Linked DNA regions of Ovis aries: region 1 is linked to region 2. The links are chromatin contacts, called in public Hi-C maps. All regions are on one chromosome and are shown on one strand. Each heading gives the region's core, a stretch centred on a gene start, on an enhancer-like site or on the middle of the called end of the contact. The rest is flanking DNA. Distances are from core to core; before and after follow the strand shown.

The links. Hi-C and Micro-C count contacts between places; a contact is called where the count stands out from the background.
Region 1: a Hi-C map of hypothalamus shows a contact between it and region 2, with 4 times the contacts expected there. The contact joins two enhancer-like sites. A contact is called at or near these places in 7 of 16 Hi-C or Micro-C datasets (blood, hypothalamus, liver and 2 more).

What each region holds. Positions count from the first base shown.
Region 1 is chr10:20,590,776-20,594,619 of ARS-UI_Ramb_v3.0, forward strand. No RefSeq gene overlaps it. Among named protein-coding and RNA genes, the nearest start is that of DLEU7, 34 kb to the right of the region's middle. Within about 2 kb of position 1,371, at least 11 of the 54 cell types and tissues checked have an H3K27ac peak or open chromatin away from gene starts, as enhancers often do. A contact at or near this core is called in hypothalamus, where this site is marked.
Region 2 is chr10:19,759,312-19,762,891 of ARS-UI_Ramb_v3.0, forward strand. It overlaps LOC105608011 (a long non-coding RNA gene), which reads right to left. Exons shown (of 6, transcript XR_006060930.2): 4 at 1,046-1,228. Among named protein-coding and RNA genes, the nearest start is that of SPRYD7, 13 kb to the left of the region's middle. Within about 2 kb of position 1,625, at least 38 of the 54 cell types and tissues checked have an H3K27ac peak or open chromatin away from gene starts, as enhancers often do. A contact at or near this core is called in hypothalamus, where this site is marked.

The DNA of each region.
Region 1 (3,844 bases), core at 121-2,620, 830 kb after region 2:
AACACTCTTTGAAGGGGAGGATGAGCGGGAAATGATTTAATTTGAGCAGGCAATGATTTAATTTGAGCAGGCAATGATTTAATTTTGCCTGGAGGAAAAAAAAAAAAAAGGCTGGGCAGGGACAGTGAAGGCCTTATGCAAGAGGTGACGTTTGAAGGAGGTTTGAAGAATGAATGGAATTTCACCGTTCAGGAGAGATGGCTGGCTATCTTGGGGGCAGTAGGTGGTAGAGGACACAAACCAAGGAGTGTGGCAGACAGAAAGGGGCAGGAACAGAGGCATAGGTGCTCAGAAGACTGTGGTGGGAAAAGAACAGGGGCAGCTTCTGCTGATTAAAGGGCACGGAAACCACATCAGAAGAGAAATATCTATCACCAGTGTCCAGCCCTGGTTGGCCGTAAAAAAAGAAACTGAAAGTCTTTTAAAATAAAGCATATAGGCATGTAACGAAGGTTACCAAACTCAGAAGAAGCACTCCTTCCGCTGCCATTTCAAAAACTGCCCTTTGCTTGTCAGAGCTTTATGCAGGACTCACCCTCTCCGAGGAATAAAGAGCACCCAGATAGGGTACCTGTGAGTAACTCATTGCTACAACACCCCAGGCATGAACAAACAGAGAGAGCTTCCGTCCATCCTCCTTAGCGGCCCTTTGATGAAGAAAAAGAAGCATCTGAAGGTATACCCACTACCTACATGGATGTTAAACCCATATGAAGTGGGGCTTTCCTGCACACCAAAACTTTTGCCTGCCCTCCAGTCCAGCCAAGTCACTTTAATAATGACGACCAAAATGATTACGCTGAATGAAACTCCAAGGGCTTGAGTATTTGATTTGAATAAATACTCCACTCAGTTCCTCAAATTCTCAAATGATGGGGATAAAACTTGCGGCCATTGAGTGAGCTGAGGTGAAGAAACACAAGAGCGTCAATGGCCTCTTGGAGTTTTCTGCTGCCCCCAGCTCCCCTCCCCTCCGAGGTTAGTGGATTAGTTTTGGAGCTCACTACCCCGGCTCCTCCCTCATACTCTCAATTTCTCCTTGGGCGATGTCTAGAGATTAATCAGGGTGGCCCACCCAGAGAGTGACCACGAGCAAGCCAGCAATGGGCTGGACTCCCTGTTTGGCAGGAATGTTTGAGGAGGCTTTTTAAACTTTACAGAAATAAGGATCATGACCCTAAGAAACATATTGCCTGCAAGTTTACCCTTGGGAAGCAACTTCCAGCCTCTCCTAGTTTTTAAAAACTCACTGAGATAATGAAGAGATCAGAATGCTCTCTTGGGATCCCAGAATGTCTCAGCTGAGAGAGCTTCCAGGAAGTAGTCAGTTTAAAAGACAGGGCCAGCTCTGGGTACATGCTCAGCCCTCCACACAGCTTGTCACTAGGCAGTTCCCAAGCGTGAGGCTACACCTGGCCGTCGTCCTTCAGCAGCACAGAGCTGCTTTTTACACTTCGACGTGTGTCTCAGCCCCACAGTTTTCTTCTTGGAGTGTCCTTTTTCTTTTTTCTAGGAGCAAGGTAACTTCTGCTTGTCTACTGTGCTAACTTCTGCATGCAGTTAGCACGGGCGATCAGTGACTCAACACTGACCTCCACTGGTTGGCGTAGAAATACCTAATCCCTTTCTCTCCAGGCCTTGCACATTTTCACAGGTTGGGCCCGCCAGCACCTTGCTTGCATGTGCTAGGGTTTCAATGGTGATTGAAATTTTCAATGAGTATGGGCCTACCTCATGGGGTTACATGTGTAAATTCTGAAAAATTCTGGCCCAACAACATTGAACCTTGGGACCATAGACCTTGAATTTCCTCGAAGCCCCCATACTGCCACACACCAAGCAGGATGTTGCACTATTTTGCTTGCCAGATTTGGACGGTCAAGGTTCCATTCACAGGGATCCGAGAAATCTAGATCCATCTATTCCCCTGGTGATACTAATAACTTCTCAGTTTCCAGTATGGGCTTCCCAGGTGGCTAAGTGGTAAAGAATCCATCTGTCAGTGCAGGAGACCCAAGAGAAGCCGGTTCGATCCTTGGGTTGGGAAGATCCCCTGGAAAAGGAAATGGCAACACTCCAGAATTCTTGCCTGGGAAATCCCATGGACAGAGGAGCTTGGTAGGCTACAATCCTTGGGGTCGCAAAGAGTTGAACACAGCTAAGCATATTCACACACAGGGTTTCCAACTGATTTATTATTATCTTTTAAATGCTGTAAACTCACTTTGGCATTGGTACCCCATTTTCAATAGTACAATAACCTTACCTAGACTCACCGTGTGCAAGGTACCATATTATCAATGCCTTCATTATCTGCCAGGAGGCAGTGAGATCAGTGCCCCCAAGTTTGGGCTGTAATTCTCCTCACGGGGGTCATCAGGGTTTGGAACCAGCCAGCCATGGTTTTCTGGAAAGATGGAAGGCAAAGTCAACAAGGGGATCTCTAGACCCTGAAAACGTGCAAGCCCACTATTTTTCCTGGAAATATGTCTGGAAATATTTACAGTACATCCTTTAAATCCAGAGCAGCCCCTCAGACACTGAGGCTCTTGCTGATGCTGATGAAAGGCTAACGGAGGCCTCCTCACTCAGGAGCTTACAATAAGGGAGCAATTGGAAGAGGAGAATCTGATTTGGAAATAACTGCCATTTGGTCCAACTGAACAGAGGTCAGAAAGGTCTAAGCAAATAATATAACAGGTGTTCCTGACTGCTAAGAAAACCAGAGCCAAAACCAAAACTTTAGGAGAGCAGACCTGTGTTATTTGGGCTGGTGCCTGCATTTGGAACAGGATGTTGCCTTAACACCACTGTCAAGATGAATTTTAAGCAGAAGTTTTAAAAGATACATTTGCAATAGATATAAAAAGTTGAGTGAAATAGCCTCAATGGATATCATTGTTGCTTCAATGCCCTTTAATATATTTAAATATTTCATATCAATTTTGAGTAGGTAATATATTGAGCATTCATGCATACTCAGTTGCTTCATCATGTCCAACTCTTTGTAACCCTGTGGACTGTAGCCCACCAGGCTCCTCTGTCCATGGGATCTCCAGGCAAGAATACTGGAGTAGGTTGCCAATTCCTTCTCCATATTACTATAGAGGAGAAAATTCTATCTATATAGGATTTATATAGGAAATCCTACTATAAGGATCAATAAACTATAGGACAGTTCCTTGTTTTAATAAATAAAGTTTTGCTAAAACACAGCCATGCTCATTTGCTTACATATTGCTTTATGATGGCTGAGTTGAGTAGCTTCAAGAGAGACTGTATTGTCTACAAAACCTAAAATATTTACAATCTGGCTGTTTAAGAAAAAGTTTGCTGGCTCCTGTTGTAAAAAGTTGGGTTTACATTTCAATATGTGTCACTGAAGACTCTTACAACTTTTTCTCATCTCAGCACCCACCGGCATCTTCTTTGTGGGACCTCTTGTGTCCTTGTTTGACCCTCACTGGTTTTGGAAGACAACGTTCTCATTTTTCGTTTTGGGGTCTCTGTTATTTCCTAGTTTTACAAAGGATAAGCTTTGTGTTACTATTTTCTCTGTTTTCCTTTCTGTTTTGGGGTGGTTTTCCTGAGAAGTGAATGAGAAATGCTGAATCTGCTCTGCATATTAAAATTAGAATTCCTCAGATGATATTCCAAGAAATTGTTTTTCGTTTGCCTCTTTGGCTGGCTCTTGGTCATTGAAGAGAGATCCTAGCATACTAGTTGTCTTTGTCCTAAATACATCTAGACATTTTCTTTTTAATTGTTTGTATGAGTTTTATAATTCTCTTTAGGTATGATTTAGTTCTCAGTGGAAAACATAAACATATATTTAAAATCTTTA
Region 2 (3,580 bases), core at 375-2,874:
GAGGATTTTTAGGGGTGGGGGAAGCCTGTGTAAGGGCTTCCCGTGAAGCCATTAACTGAAAGCCTTCGGTTTAGACCACAATGTCCAGGGCTGGCCTCTAGCTGCTGTCTCAGGGCTGCCTGGCCTCCTGCCTGTCCCGACCCCTTGCACCTCTGCTCTGCCATTAATAGCTGTTTGTTGGTGGGGGAGAGACTTTCACTTCTACATTATGCTCTTCTGCACTGTCTGCATTTTCACATGTTGACTCTGTGTGTATGTGTATGAGGACACTGAAGTTCTTCTTTCCTTGCCTGCTTTTTTACAAAGCCGTGCATTATTTACATTAAATTATAAACGTGAGATGTTCACCCTGATGCAGCCTGCCTGTGGCTCCTCACAGTCACCCCTTCTCTCTGCTTCCCACCTCATTCTCTCTCCCTTTTCACCTTTTTCTTCTTCTCTGCTCTCATGAGGTTCCAGTGTTGCCTTTCTTCGTTTGCACAGATTTTTTTTTTTTCTCCACTGTACCCTTTGTGGGAACCGTCTTAGAGATTCCTCACAGGTCCTCATTTGTAATTACATTCTTCTTCGGTTGCCGTGATGGCTGACCTATAGGCCATAGCTCGGAAACACTTGTCCAGAGTGACTCCTGCATGGAGTGGCATATTTCTCCACTTCTTTTACTTCTTATCCTCATATGTTTTGACAACAATTACTAAAAACATGTTCTTCCTTTTCCTTCAAGTCCTTTTCCCTCTTGACTAGTATAGCAGGTTTTGTTACCAGCAGAACTTTCTCTAAAGTGAAAGGCGACAGAGAGTTAACTAAAAGACACAGTGAGCTGCTGGGTGTGTCCAGAGTCTGATTTGGTTTGAGAAGAGGAACAGAAACAATTTTTGTATTTTAGAAATCGAGGAGGCCTCTTGGCCTAGTTTGAAAAACACAAACAGATAAAATTCTGTTTTTAAAAAAATCCAATAAAGTCTAGTTGGGAAGCTAAGCTAGCATCTTGTTACTAATGCATCAGAGGTCTTAGTCACATATTTTTAATGCACTTGTTACTTACTAATTTAATATCCGAATGCATAGATCTCCTCCTGGCCCCTGTTAACCTTAATCGTGAGTTTTCTGTGCAGTCCCTCTGGCGCCCACTCTGGAGAGCTCGCTATTGGGACAGCTTCCAGGTAACCTGGGGCTTCAGCGAAGCACCGACCGATTGGCCCGGTCGCTCCTGTGCAGGCCGTGGTTTCTGCGCACACAGAAAATGATGGGGTGAGTCACAGTCCTCCTTTCCAACAAAAGGGCATTGTACTATGCTGTTTGGTTCAGGCTCTGGCGTGCCACTTGTGGTTGCAAACGTATGGGACAGGAGGCGGCTGCAGCTGCATTCTAATGGGCTGCTTCGGGTGTGCCCCGATAGACCGTGAGATACTTTAAGGCTGCGAGGCTTTGATTTACCTTCGATGCTCAGCGCTAAGTGCACTTGTGCTTAGCTTAGGGCAGCGCTAAGCCAGTTTGGCTTGGTTGGAAAGCTGCAAAAGAGGGGAAGGGCTAAAAGTTTGCGCTGTGCTGGGGGGAGCGGGAGAGCCCCCCTGATGAGGCCGGCTGGCCGGCCAAGCGCCGGCAGGGGGCGCAGTTGCACCAGTAGCTAGAACGCCCCACTTGTTTACTTGAGCGTTACCTTTTTCGTGAATCGGCAGGCGTGAGACCCTAGAAATTTAAACTTATACCTGCATATAAGTATTAGAATATGAACTATTGAACAGAACAAACTCGCATTATATTTAGTCCAAAAGGCACAAGAAGAGTCCGGAGTTAGCTTACTGAATACTGAGTCAGGACACCTCCCAGAGTTAGATCTAAAGAGGAAAATTACCTGGTCAGCCTTCCAGGAAATAATAATTTTGCATTCTGACGCTTCTTACACTCACTTGACGAACTATTTCTTCTGATTTAGCTACCTCATTTGTCAGAGGAGAAGCCGACATTTATGAATCCAGTCCTCTAGCCTCTGCAAGAGGATGTAGCTACAGAAAAATTATATAGAGCTTTTCTGGGTTTTAGCCATGCTTTGAAAACACCCCAAAAGAGGGCCATTTGGAAAACTGCACTTACAATCCTGCTCTCTCTCATATATACATACACACACACATATATACATATGTACATGTATAAAATATAACATTTACACACAAAAATATATGCATATAGTATATATTTTATGGGGCTTCCCAGGTGTCTCAGTGGTAAAGAATCTGCCTGCCAATGCAGGAGATGCAGGAGATGTGCATTCAATCCCTGGGTCAGGAAGATCCCCTGGAGTAGGAAATGGCAACCCATTCCTTTGGAAACCTCCATGAACAGAGGAGCCTGGTGGGTTACAGTCCGTGGGGCTGCAAAGAGTCAGACATGACTGAGCTACTGAGCACACAGTATATATTTTATATATGATAAATATATATTAAAAATCTATCTATCTCTGCCTGCAATGCAGGAGACTTGGGTTCGATCCCCTGGAGAAGGACAGGGTAACTCATTCCAGTGTTCTTGCCTGGGACATCCCCTGGACAGGGGAGCCTGGCAGGCTACAGTTCACGGGGTCACAAAGAGTCAGACATGACTGAGTAACCACAGCACAGCACGGCACATCTATCTATCTATTTTTCAGGCCCTTTATAGAGGCAGCATAGCCTAGTGACCTCAGCACACAATGTCACTGGGTTTGACTTCTTGGTTCTGTCACTTATTAGCTGTGTGACCTTGTGTAAGTTACTTAACCTCTCTGTGACTTAATTTTCTCACCTACAAATGAGGTTAATAATAGTAAATGTTTCATTAGTTTAAGGATTAAATAGGTTAATTTTGTAAAGCTCTTAGGATTATACTTGGTACATAAAAAAGTACTATAATAATTGTTAAATAAAATTCATAAAATTTTGAAAACACTATCTTAATCATGAATGTAGATCACATTTCATAGGTACTTTTTAAAAGGTTTGAGGTTGGCCTTTAATAATATCTTTTTTAGGGAAAATCTATCAGGTAATAAATGATAAAGATGTGAGAAAGAATGTGTGAGTGGTGAACCTGTCCACCAGATTGAGTCTGAAGCTTTACATTATGATTCCAGGTGAGGCTCTGGTTTCCAGGGTGCAGAAAAGTCATCTGACGATATTTTTTTTCTCATTTTGGAAAACTAAAAAACAGCCCCAGGAATTCCCTGGTGGTTCAGTGGTTAGGACTTTGGGCCTCCACTGTCAGGAGTGCAGGTTCCATCCCTGGTCAGGGAAACTAAGATTCCACATGCCATGTGCCGTGGCTGAAAAAGCAAACAAACAATAAAAAACCCAAAACAGAAATGCCAAATTCAAATGCCCAAATCTTCAGAGAATCATGTGCTTGGAGCACTTTAAATATAACTGCCCCCTTGTAGTCTGCTGTTTCGGAGGAATCACAACTTTCTTTCTGAAGCTGATTCTTCATCAGTTTCCTCCCCTGTTCCTGAGTGATCTGAGCCAGCCACTGTTGTATTCTGCTTGTCTGGGGGTGCTGCAGGGAGTGGCTGGCAGGAAAGATGATCAAGGATAGTCTGTCCAGCCCA